Linked DNA regions of Mus musculus: region 2 is linked to region 1. The links are chromatin contacts, called in public Hi-C maps. All regions are on one chromosome and are shown on one strand. The core of a region is the stretch at or near the end of the contact, and the rest is flanking DNA. Distances in the headings are between cores, read along the strand shown.

Evidence for each region. A called contact is a pair of places that touch in the nucleus more often than the background predicts.
Region 2: a contact with region 1 is called in a Hi-C map of cerebral cortex, with 2.5 times the contacts expected there. The contact joins two enhancer-like sites. A contact is called at or near these places in 2 of 484 Hi-C or Micro-C datasets (cerebral cortex and liver).

What each region holds. Positions count from the first base shown.
Region 1 is chr8:120,261,702-120,267,736 of GRCm38.p6, forward strand. It overlaps a transcript of Gse1 not described here. Among named protein-coding and RNA genes, the nearest start is that of A330074K22Rik, 36 kb to the left of the region's middle. Within about 2 kb of position 3,475, at least 133 of the 459 cell types and tissues checked have an H3K27ac peak or open chromatin away from gene starts, as enhancers often do. A contact at or near this core is called in cerebral cortex, where this site is marked.
Region 2 is chr8:120,422,698-120,428,732 of GRCm38.p6, forward strand. It overlaps a transcript of Gse1 not described here. Among named protein-coding and RNA genes, the nearest start is that of Gm51556, 65 kb to the right of the region's middle. RefSeq lists an enhancer at 1,211-4,608. Within about 2 kb of position 3,059, at least 104 of the 459 cell types and tissues checked have an H3K27ac peak or open chromatin away from gene starts, as enhancers often do. A contact at or near this core is called in cerebral cortex, where this site is marked.

The DNA.
Region 1 (6,035 bases), core at 2,225-4,724:
TGTCCCTGGCCCCCTGGAGCAGACATCCCATGTCTGTTACTGTTGACCGTTCATGCTGAATTGGCTCAGGAAGGCTAGCTGGACACTCTTCACTCCTGCCGCTACCCTTGCACCCGCCCCCCCATAAATCCCCTCCGCCTGAGGCCACCACCCCACCGTCCCCCATCACCAATCCTGTCAGTTCTGTTGGAGAACGAGAGCCGGCTGCTGCTGCTGGCTATGACTCAGACATAGGGCTCAGCGCCTTGGTCACTGGGGTTTGGCCTGCTAGAGTCTCCTGGTATAGGGTTGCTGGGGAGGGGTCGGGATTGCCTAGAGACCAGAGATGCACAGGAAGTCAGCCTGTGAGCCCAAGAGTCAACCAGAAACTGGAGACAGCACCACAGACCCTGGTCCCTGGAAGCGCCTGCTTGTTCCCTGCCACCCTCGAGACATCAGGAACCCCAGCTCTTCTCATTTTTTCCATATATACAACCCCCATCCCTACAGGGGCTCTGCTCTGCTGAAGTTGCAAGTTAGAACATTGTTCATTAGACAGTCAACAAGTACAAACTAGTTAGTCTCCTGCAAGTTGGACACATACATGGCCCCCCTGCAAACTCCCCCCAACCCCAGAGGAGGTTTCTGTTCTTCTTCCCATGGCACGAATGAGAAACTGAGGCACAGAGAGGTCATGCTTCCTTTCTGTGGGCACACAGCCGGTGTGGAGGCTTCTCTGACCAAACTGTGGTTTCTAGATCCTGGGAAGAGCCAATACCCGAAAGCCCCAGCCCGTCTGGGAAGCCTCCAGCCTGCTGGAGAGCCCCAGTTTCCTGCCCATTTTCTCTCTGTTTCCCTAAGCTGTACATCTCCTTTCCATGTTTTTGGGAACCGAGACAGCAGTTCATGTTGGAGGGAAGGAAGTTTGATAGGAGCACGGGGGTGACAGCGTGGCCCTGCTGTGGGGTCCTGTGTGACCCCTGTTTGGTCCTGGGATCATTGCAATCGACGATGAGACTCTTCTCTGCCCCTCAGTGTCCCCAGACAGAAGGTATAAAGGGCCCTGAGCTTGTCATCTCGATCAGCTCTTGGCTAATCTATCTGTAATTAGTGGGACAAGGGTGGAGGTAGGGACCCAGAACCCTCTCATTTCTAGGTAACCTTTGGGCCGGAAGTGTGCGAAGCTGATTGGTGCCCACGAGAAACCCTCAGTCTGAAGCCTCATCACTCGGTTGGTGGTCCTGGATTATGCTGGGAGATCCTGGATTATGCTGGGAGATCCTGGATTATGCTGGGAGATCCTGGATTATGCTGGGAGATCCTGAATTATGCTGGGAGATCCTTGGATTATGCTGGGAGATCCTGGATTATGCTGGGAGATCCTGGATTATGCTGGGAGATCCTTGGTGCGTGGTACCCTGGCTCTGTGAGTCCGACCAAGGTCCCAGGTCTGGGATGAGTGTGACTTGCCCACAGCACAAGTACCTCTAGGAGGAAGGTACTGGCCATCCCTGGGAGCTCAGCCTCCAGACCTGCCCTGTGTACATGTCAGGGGTCTGTGAAAGACTGGGGCTGCTTTGTGCCCACGTGTCTCCCCACCAGGACCTTGTGCAGGCACCGAGACAAGTCTGTTGGAGCAGTGCACAGATACCTTGCCTGGCTTATTGGTGGGAGTGAGGTTCATTACGATGACATGGATCCTTCAGCATTGGAGGTGACCCTGGGCACACCTCTCCAGAGGCATCTCAGGGCTTTTTCTGTGTTTAATGAGTGTCCTTTCCATGGCTGCTAACACTCTGAGAGGGGTGGAGAGGCCGGTGAGGCGTACAGATTCAGGAGGGACCATACGCAAGCTCCCAAGTCCCTGGGATGCCTCTGAATGGCTAGTGTGGGAGTCTTTCTTCCCCAGAGTCTCCACCGTGAATCCGAGGCTTGGGGACTGGAGCACAGAGGTCACACCCCAGCTGTGTGTCCCAGGTAGCCCAGCACAGGTGTTCCCTCTTGTTCCTTTGTTGATGCTCCAGTTTTGTGGGCTCACATGGGAGGCAGTGACTCCTCTTCCAAGCTCAGGTTTGTGGTAACGTACGGAGTGCCAGCCTCGGCTCAAGGACACAATGCCGTCTCGGGGAGCCCCTGGGACTGCTTTCTCCGTGCAATGCCCTGCCCTTCTGGGTCCCCCTCCAGCTTCCTGCCCCATCATGGCCAGTGTGCCTTTTGTACATGTCACAACTTCCAGCTCCTGGTAGACACCCTCTGCGTGTTTTTATAACAACCAAACAACCTGTGAAACTCTGTATTCTATGTATTCTCAAGTCCTTTGAGGACTTAAAAAAAAAAATCAATGCAAGCAGCTCAGGCTGGAATGCACGAAGCCCTGGTTCCACCCTCAGCACCCCAGAAACCGGAGGAGCAATAGTTCAAGGTCAGCCGTGGGTGCATAACAAGTTCAAATCCAGCCTGGGCTACGTGAGACCATTATCTTTAAAAGAAAAAAAATTTTTTTTTTTGAAGCTTTGGCTAAGTTGAAAATAATTTGGGTAGATTTGGGCTCAGATGGGCTCACAGCATCAGATTGCTGTCCTTGACCCCACTGTCCAGCCACCTGTGAGCACCTTACTCTTTCTTATTCTGAACCCCTCTGGAGCTGGCATGCACGAACTCATGGCCCCTGCTCCCATCTCTAATGACTCTATGTCTCCTAACGGTTTATGGTCTGTGAATAGTCCTTACACTTCCCATGTTAGCTCACCAGACCCCGCTCCTGTGGCTCTGTCTTTCCCTCGGGCATTTTATCCCTAGGTTCCTGCCTTTGCAGGACATGGGCAGTGTCCGTGCTTGTACCCACTTTACAGATGACTTGCCTAAGGCTCAGAGTTGCATTTCTTAGTTTCTGTTCTGGTTTCTTGACCCCATGGGTAACGTGAACTTTAAGGGAGGGGCAGGTATCAATATTTTCCAGGATGGCCCAGCCTGGGGGAGGAACTACATTAAGATATTTCAGGTGTACCCTCCACTGTTTTGTCCCCACCCCAGCAGGCTGCAGCTGTCCCACCTGGTGTCCCGTGTCATCACAGCTGGTGTGGAATGCTCCTGCCCTGAACCCTCCAAGTACCCTCTGTCCACCAAACAAGGGAGGGGAATCCCCTGCCACCGCCACCAACCAGAAACCGCAGTGGCGGAGCCGCTCTGGTCCCCTCAGCCGTGGGTGGTTGTAAAAATAGTGCTGGGTTTCAGTTGGAGCCACGGGGCTGGCGGGGGGTCGGTGTCCCCTCCTGGAGGAATCACCCGCCACATGTTGCCAGGAGCTTTGGCTGGGAGAGGCAAGCGCAGCTCCAGGCCGGCGAGCGGGCGGCCGCGCAGATGGAAACCCGATCAGCGCGGCGCACAGACTGTTTGATTTATTTTAAAATCAAGCAGATGGCAGTGGTGGGGTTTGTTTAAGTTCAGCTCAGAACCGGGCCCTCGGCCAGGAGCCTCAGGCAGCTGAGCCAAAAATTTTTCAATGACTTTGGTCGGCAACCCACCTCTTCCCTCCCTGTATGAACTTCAGCCCTGCCACACACAGGGAGGCCTTCGAGGGCCTTCTCCAGGGTTGGCCCCTTTGTCTCTGTCTTGCTGGGTCTGTCTCCCCCCTCCCTCATTCCCCCCCATTCCCCACCACTCCCCTGCTCACTAACCTCCACTCTCTGCCCCTCCTGGTGTGAGTCTGGGTGTCTGTCTCCATATCCCCCTACTGCTCCCCCCCACCCCTCCCTGTCTCAGGAACTTTCCAGAATCATCCTCCTGTTCCCCACTTTCTCCAGCTTCCTCACACCCTGCCCCCACCCTCCTGCTCCCCCAGAGGCCCCTCCCCCCACCCAGCAAGGCTCATGGGAGAACAGCCAAGCCTTTGTGGCATTTGGGCCCGTCCCCTCTCTGAGACGCCTGTGGCTGGGAAAACCAGGCCCCCAGCTATAAAATCCTGGAGCCAGCCTCTGGGTCAAGTGGCCTGGCCCGCCCAAAGGCAGGGAGGCCAGGGAAGTGGCCTTCTGGTCACAGGTCACCCTCTGCAGCTGTCCTCCTTGGCTGGGGGCGGGGTGGCCTGTGTTATGGGAGGAACCCACTGTGCAGCTGGCTCACTGGGGAGGTCAGCTGCTCCAGAAAGACACACACACACTCACTCTTTCATGCACACACACAGTCTTTCATACTCACACACATACACTCACATATACATACTCACAAACACATATACACTCACATACACACATACTCACATACACACTCACTCTTTCACACACACACACACTCTTTCATACACACACACACATACACTCACATACACACACTCACAAACACACATATACACTCACATACACATATACACATACACACATATATACTCACATACACACACATATACACTCACATACATATATACTCACATATACATATACACTCACATACATATACACATTCATACATACCCACATACACATACATACTCACATACACACACATATACACACACATACTCACATACATACACATACACCCTTCATATGCCTGCACTACTCACCTCCACACACACCAGACCTGCTTCTCACGCACACCTCCATTCTCCACTTGCACACACCAACATGCATGCACATACACCTCTCACATGTAAAGCCAGGGATTTCCAGCTCACAAAGAGACATGTGTCTCGTACACATACATCGTGAACATGGTAAGCCATGGCACCCCCTTTCCTCTTTCCCAGGATGAGCCAGGCAATGGCTCTCAAGCCCAGTGCCTCTGTCTGCCCAGCTCGGCTCTCAAGCCCAAGCAGCACTCGCTTACAGTCCAGGGAGGCCAGCCTTGGTTTGCCTTACTGTCTCTTTTGCCACAGTTCCTAAATACGATGAGGTTATCAATAGCAGCTGTCTCTTTACCCCAGCTCCCCAGGCAAGGTGGGATACTACATGGAATTCCCCCAGCACAGTCTCGACTTGGGCAGGAGGCCAGAGCCTCATCAGGTCCTCTTGGAGCTGGGTATCTTTCTGCCTCTGGGTGGAGAGGCTGGAAACAGAGTTTCCAACTCAGCCACCTTCCCACAGCTTCACCGTGGACGAGCCGGGCCAGCCTGGGGAGGGTAGGAGAGGGACGCATAGACCACCCTGGTTCATGGCTGCTCACAGTCTACAGAGGTCTGGGCTGTATCCGCATTTCTTGTTCCTGCTCTTAGGTCACATCATGGTGACAGGGAAGATCCTCTGGTGCCATGGCCTCTTTGTTCTCTGGCATCCAAGTGACAGCATTCTCATGCTCTTGGGACTGTACCCTGCCGCTTACTACACGGACCCTGCCCTGCTCCGGGGCCTCAGGGTTACATCTGTGAAAGAAGCTTGGTGCCCTGGAGGGTATTTGGGGACCCTGGGCTGAGTGTGGCCAGGAGGAAGCATACCCCCACACACACACCCAGGCCCCCCAAGCAATCCCGATGGTTTCACAGCCTCTGAAGATTTTCACGAGAGCCCCTCCAGGGTGCTTATGTGTGATTCCCACCTGACACCCATGCTGGCATCTGCTGGGGCTCAGTTTGAAAACTACAGGCAGTTTCTGTGCCTTTACATGAGCGAGACCCGAAAAGCAGGAAACACGGCCCAATTAAATGTGTGTCCCACGAGGGTCCAGCTCCCTGGGTTGGGACTTGCCTGCTTGTTTATTTCCTTTTTCCACTCTCCGTCCCCCACGGTTTGCCTGGTGGTCCCTGGAGCCTCCCCCACCACAGGTCCCCCCAATCCCATGCATTCACCACCTGGTCCCTCCTCCTCACTGCTTGGTCCCGGAGGGCAGAACTGAGTGTGTGCATTCAAAGCACGTGTGTGTGTGTGTGTGTGTGTGTATGTGTGTGTGTGTGTGTGTGTGTGTATGTTGTGCACATGCGTGTGTGAGTGTATGTGTATGCATGCATACATATATGTGTGTGTGTGTGCAAGAGTGTGTATGCACATGAGTACATGTGTGCATGCGTATGTGTGAGAGAGAGAGAGTGTGTGTGTGTGCATGCATGCAGTTTTTGTACTTTTCAGGAG
Region 2 (6,035 bases), core at 1,809-4,308, 160 kb after region 1:
CCTGCTCACCTCTGTCAGACCCTATGCATTTTGAGGAAACCGAGGCACAGAGTGGGACTCCTCCCTTGCCTCTCTAAACCCCCATCTGCCCTGGGTTTCCCTCTAGCCCCTGCTGACATGGCCTTTGGAGTTCAGGGGCTTAGGCAGTGGAAGTGGACCAGCCATCTCTGGAACCCCAAATCTAGAAGTACCGCTGTGCTTCCCTGCTTGATCTGGGGGTCATCGTGAAGAGGCAGGGTTCTGTGCTCAAGGGGTAGTACTCAAGTGGAGCAGAGGCGACGGCGACAGAGCCATGCCTCTGTGAAGACACTCTGGAGTGAAGGCCATGAACCTATGGAGACCCTGAGGAGTCAGGCAGCAGGGACTGAGTGCTGCCCCCCACCTCTGCAGGGAAATGGGAGGCAAATGAGCCAGCACCCCCCCCCAACAAGTGCATGTGTGAGAGCTTTAGGGGGGGTCAGGCTCTGCCCCCCAATATCAGGGCACTCAGGAGAGCAAAGGTCACATTGTGGCTGGGATCTCAAAGTTTCTGTTCCCCAGGCAGAGTCCCAGCTGACAGCCACCATGCCCAGGAATGGTTGGAAATGCCAATTCACAAGCTGCCTCTAGGCAGGCTGAGCCTAGCATTTGGACTTGCACGGCTCTTATGGAGATGTTGGGGCTCCCTATAGGCTGGACCCCTGTGTATGTGATCAATAAAATCACCCCAGCCAAAGCCTGAGAACCCTGAGCCTTCCTGCTGGCCCTGGAACGCTGTAGACCGATATCTGTAGCTACCCAGTGGTACTCACCCTGAAACATGGCCTCAGGGTCCAGATGGAAGCTAGGATGCGTTCCTGGCTCACTTGCCCTGAACACTGTCTCCTCTGCTTCATAGAACTGAGGACTGTCTGTCATTTTCTCTTCCTGAGGCTTGCAGGGCTAAGTCTGAGCTGGGAATAGAAAGGGGGGCTTTTCCCAGCATAAGGCTTTGGAGCCAAGAGTTTGATTCAGGGCACACCAGATCTTCCCTAGCAGAGCCAGCAGCAACAATAGCTTGTGTAGGTCCCCTGTGGTTACTAGAAGAACGCGCCCCTTCCTGCAGGCCGAGCCCTGCCTTAACCATGCCTGTTGATAAATGCCTAGAAGTCGATCCTCACATCCAGGTGCTCTTGAGTGACTAGCAACTTAGACAACTGTCCTTGACACCCGGTTGCAGTCAAACGTTCCCAGTGGGCTCCAGGGAACTTAACACACAAGCTGTGGGCCTGCTCATGCAGTCTGGAGAGATCAGGCGCTGCCTTTTGAGGTTCCCACCGTCACACCTTCCCTCAAGTTCTGAGGGCCTGCTGACCCATGGTGGGGGGGAGGGGATCTTCTCTCTGCTAACCCCAGTCTCTAGCCCTCACCCAGATAAGTTACTGGCTGAGATACCAATGACTAGGCCAGTGTCCACCTAAGGACACCTGTGTCCCTACTCCTTGTAATAGTGTACAGCTCCAGGTGCCCATGAGACCCTCCAGGGAAGCCCAGGTCCAGCTTCCAGGGACTCTGATGTCTGATGTCCTCACATTGGCTGACTGCAGAGAATAATAAACACACCTTGTCCTCGAGGGCTGAGTGACAGGATAGCCCAATGCATAGCATTTGGTGAGGGGTGTGTGTGTGTGTGTGTGTGTATGTGTGTGTGTGTCAGGGGGTGCAGTGGGGGGAAGGACTTCCGAGGAAAGCTGCCCAGCCTGCCTGCTGATGTTCAGGGACCAGGGCCTCGGAGTGCCTCCGTACCCATGACTGGCAGGGAATAAAGTCAGGAGACCAGGGAGGGCCACCCAGCAGGAAAGTGGGCAGCTGAGACCCCAGCTCAGGAGGAAGCATCGCTGCCCCAGCCTGACAGTCCAAGGCGGGGAGGAGCCTGTGTGAGGGCCAGACACCCAGGACCCATACACCCACACAAGCCTGAGGGTGTTTTTGCTTTGAGACAGAGCCAGCCTCAGCAGAACACTGCTCTACCAGGTCCTGTGCCTCTGGGAAGCTGGCTTTCCCTGGCGTCTTGATCTCAAGACCACTGCTGTCCCAGGGTCTGATTCCTTGTTGCAGGAGCCTTTCTGGATGCCAGAAGCATTCTGTCCCCCAGTGCTGAGTTAAAGCTGCAGGCTTTGTTGGCAGAAGATGCCCTGTAAGATATATTTCTCCCCCCCACTGAAATCCCCTACAGCCTTTCGACTTTTTGAGATGGAGACCCCTGGTAGTGTGGTGGTGTGGATTCCGCCAGGCATGGGAGCCTTTGGATCCAGTGTGAGCCCTATGTGGCCTCTTTGGAGGTAGGGGTGGAGTTGGAGAGACTGTGTATGCAAGCAAAAATCTGCCTTAGTGGGAATCACCGTCCCCTGCAGTGGATCCCAGGATAGCCCTTAGATGCTGCTGTGGCCCTGTGGCTCTTGCCCCTCCACCACCTGCTGAAGTCCACGCACCTCCTCCTGGCTCCCCCTCCCCCAGGTAACATTACTGCCTTTGCTCCTGGCAGCTCTGGAGAGAGGGAGCTCTCCCTCCTCCCACCCAGCCAGCTCTCAGGCTTTAGGCCACAGTGATTTAGTGGGTGGGAGGAGGAAGGCAGTTGGAGAGCCCTGGAGAGCCTGCTTGGCATATCATCAACATTAGGTGGGAAGGGGGAGCCAGCATGGCCCCAGTGGGAGCCTGGAGCGAGACATTGCAGCCCCAGGGAGGAGACCGTTCTGTGGGGGCAGCTGTCACTCAGGCCACACACATACAAACACCAGGGTCCTAGAAGCCTGGGGCTGGGGGGTGGGGGGAGACATCCAGGCAGCTGCCCCCAGGCAGGGCTCAGCCCTAGGCCAGGAGCTCAGTGGGGGCAGAGAAAGGGATCAGGGAAAGGCCCCACCTGGCCCTGTTTTCTCCCTCCCTCCCTCCCTCCTCTCTCTCTCTCTCCCTCCTCCTCCCACTCCCCCCTCATCTCAGATGGAAAACACAAAAGGAAAATGAGCCAGGGCCCAGGTCTGGAGAGCCCCAGCCCGCAGGCTTAGAATGAAAAGCAGCCCCAATTAGAGGCTTTGGAGCCGCCAGCTTGATGCTCCGCAGTTGAACTGTCACTGCGGAACCTTAATTAGCAGTGGTGGGGGAGAGGTCAGGACTGCTCAGCAGTCTTGACAAGCATTATCAAGTGCACAGGGTAGGGTGGGCAGGGTGCCTCGGGGGTGACCGAGATGGAACTGGAGGGAGGGGGGAGGAGCCCAGAGGCTCCCAGGCTGACACCCTCTGCTGTCCTGTGATGCCACCACACATACTCAGGGATCTCAATGCTGCTCTCCTCCCTCCCCCGCCCCCCATCTCTAGAGAGCCACAGGACACTACATACTAGCTAACTCCAAATCACCTGCCACTCACTGTCTGGAAGCACCTCAGAGTCTGTGTATCCCAGAAGGGGCAGTGTAGCATACTGCACATGAAGACATGGTTGTCTCTGCTCCAGGGTCTCAGTAAGTGTGTTCCCCTTGGGAGAGGAGGATGGAGACTTAGGCAGCCCTCCCATCTCCCCCATTTGGCACACCTCCTCCAGGCCAAGTATGCTTCCACACACACCCTGATCCTCAGCCTGTTACTCAGAAAAGCAGCCATCCATTTGTTTTGAACTGATAAGTCTCCATCTGTGGCCTGTGGTCCTCCTGAGCCTGTGGTCCTCCCGTGCCTGTGGAAAAGGCTGGGGAGGTCACCTGACACCTGCCAGGCTGGAGGCCAGGGCTCTGCAGTGGCCTGACCATTAGCAACCTAGGGATAAGGGTCAACCCCTAGCCCTCTTGTAGCAGGGATGAAGCAGCAGGCTGAGATCCAACAGGCAGAGCTGCAGGTGGCCTTGGTTGTGCCGATAGGGAGTGGGAGAGAGATCTCTGGCCTCTGCCCGGTTTCTCACCAGCACTTGCTGTAGCTCTTTCTTCTGCAGAGCTCTATAGCACCAGTCACCCCGAGTCATGTGGGGAGAGTCACAAAGCAAACCCTGTCTGTACCTCGGAGGGCTGAGTGACACACCAAGGGAGGCCTGCGGGCAGTGCTGCAAATGAGGGTGGGCAGTCAGGACCACTGAGGTGCCCCATCCAAGAGGCCTGATGGTCACAGGAGTCACTCTGGAGCTCTCTAGTGACAAGAGCAGGGATGGTTGATGGTCCCAGGACAGCTCCTTATGCTTAGAGTTGGGGTCCTGCCTCTCCTACTGGTTTCTTCCTTCCGGGTGGGTCGGTGTGGGAAGGGAGAAGACCGTCCTCTGCCTGGGCCGCCGTGCCTGGTCTCCTCTCTGCATGCACTCACGGCCTGTTTAAACTGCAGCTTTGAAAGCTTTCTGCCTTTTGGGAACTCAGAGGGAGGCATTTGTGGAGAGGCCCCGAGCAGTTGATTATAGTCCAGTGGGTAAAAAGAGCTTAAGGACAAATCCGGGCCATCAGATGTCGGCTTAGGCGATTTCCAGGGCTCCCCCAGCAGCAGAGGTGGGGGCGGGCGGCAGCTCTTACTTCCAGGGAGGCCTTTTCTCTGAGCCAGGCAAGCCTCCAAAACTCGCCTCCTGTTTCCGGTTTGTTCACCCACTTCCCTCTGCCTGGGCCCTCTGGCTGTCTTTCCTCCCTGTTCCCGGCTGGTAGAGAGAAGCCTTGGCAGTCCCGTAAGGCCCCTCACCAGCTGTGTGACCTTGGCCTGGTCACACGGTGGCTCAAAGCCTCAGTCTCCCCAGGGTAGGTGGGCAGAATGGTCACAGGGCCTCAGATGCAGACCAGGGAAACTGCCTGCTTGGCTGCCTGGTATAGTTGGTTAATCCTGTGGTCTCTCCTCAGCTGTCTGCGCTGCCCTGTGCAGGTGTGTGAGTGTGTGTGCGCACACACCCATGAATGTGTGCAAGTGTGCGTGCATATGTGTGCACACGTATGTGTGTACAACACACATGTGTGTGTGCAAGCGTGTGTTCAAGTATGTGTGAGTATATGTTTGTATGTGTCTGTGCATGCGGGTGCAAGCATGCATGTATATGTGTGAGTGTGCGCATGCATTTGTGCATGTGCCTATGTGTGTTTGTATGTATGCATGTGTGTGCATTGCGCGTGTGTGTATATGTGTGTGTGTATATGTGTGTGTGTGTGTGTGTATGTGTGTGTGTGTGTGTGTGTGCACGCGTACATGGCCTCCCCAGGCTACCTCTCCCCCTGTTTCTTTCTAAAGCCCAGATAGGGTGATAAGGAGCAGCTAGGGCTGGGGAGACTTGCACAGGAAGTGGTGACTCGATGGGGGTGCTGCACGCTGTCCCTTACCTGTGCCCCTGCCATCCTGAGTCACTCGCAAAGGCCAGCGCTGGCTTTGTGCCCTCTCATCTTTGCAGGTGTGAAAAGTAAGGGCAGCCCCAGGCCTCGGGTGAGAGAGAAGCTGGGAAGGCAGGTAGTCTGCTCCCGTGTCCGAGTCACTGGGCACCTCGTCTAAGAAGCTGTAGAGCAAACCGATGCTGCCTGTGCCCTGGACTACCCGCTGCCCACCCTACCTGACCTTGGGGGTTGGAGGTGAGGTGACGCGGAGTCAAGGACACAGACTCTGGAGCAGGTGAGAAATGCCCCAGCAAGCTCATCTGAGCACTGCTGTAAGCTCCTTTAATAACCTCTGCCCATACCCCATTGGTCCCAAGAAAGAGATATTCTAAACAGCAGTTCCCGATAGGCTGGTGTTGTCTGTGTCAGCAGTCCTTAGTCTCTCAGGTAGTCTTCAATTAGGTCCTCCTTCAGGAGTTATCTTTGAGGTGGCACCCTACCCCCCACCCCCAGCATTTAGTAGAGGTGGCCACACCATTCCTCCTACCTCCTTTATTACCCATGATGCAGCAAGGTACGATGCCTCTCCCAGCTCTGTAGCTCACGGATTCCATACCTGGGCCTACCCTGGCCCTGCCTGGCTGCCCTAGGGCAAGGGACATATGTGTGTGGTATAACAGAGAAGGGCCATGCAATATGACACCCAAGTGACCTGGATTCCCGTTGACCCAGTTTGTGCTTGGACACTGTGTTAGCCATCCTGGA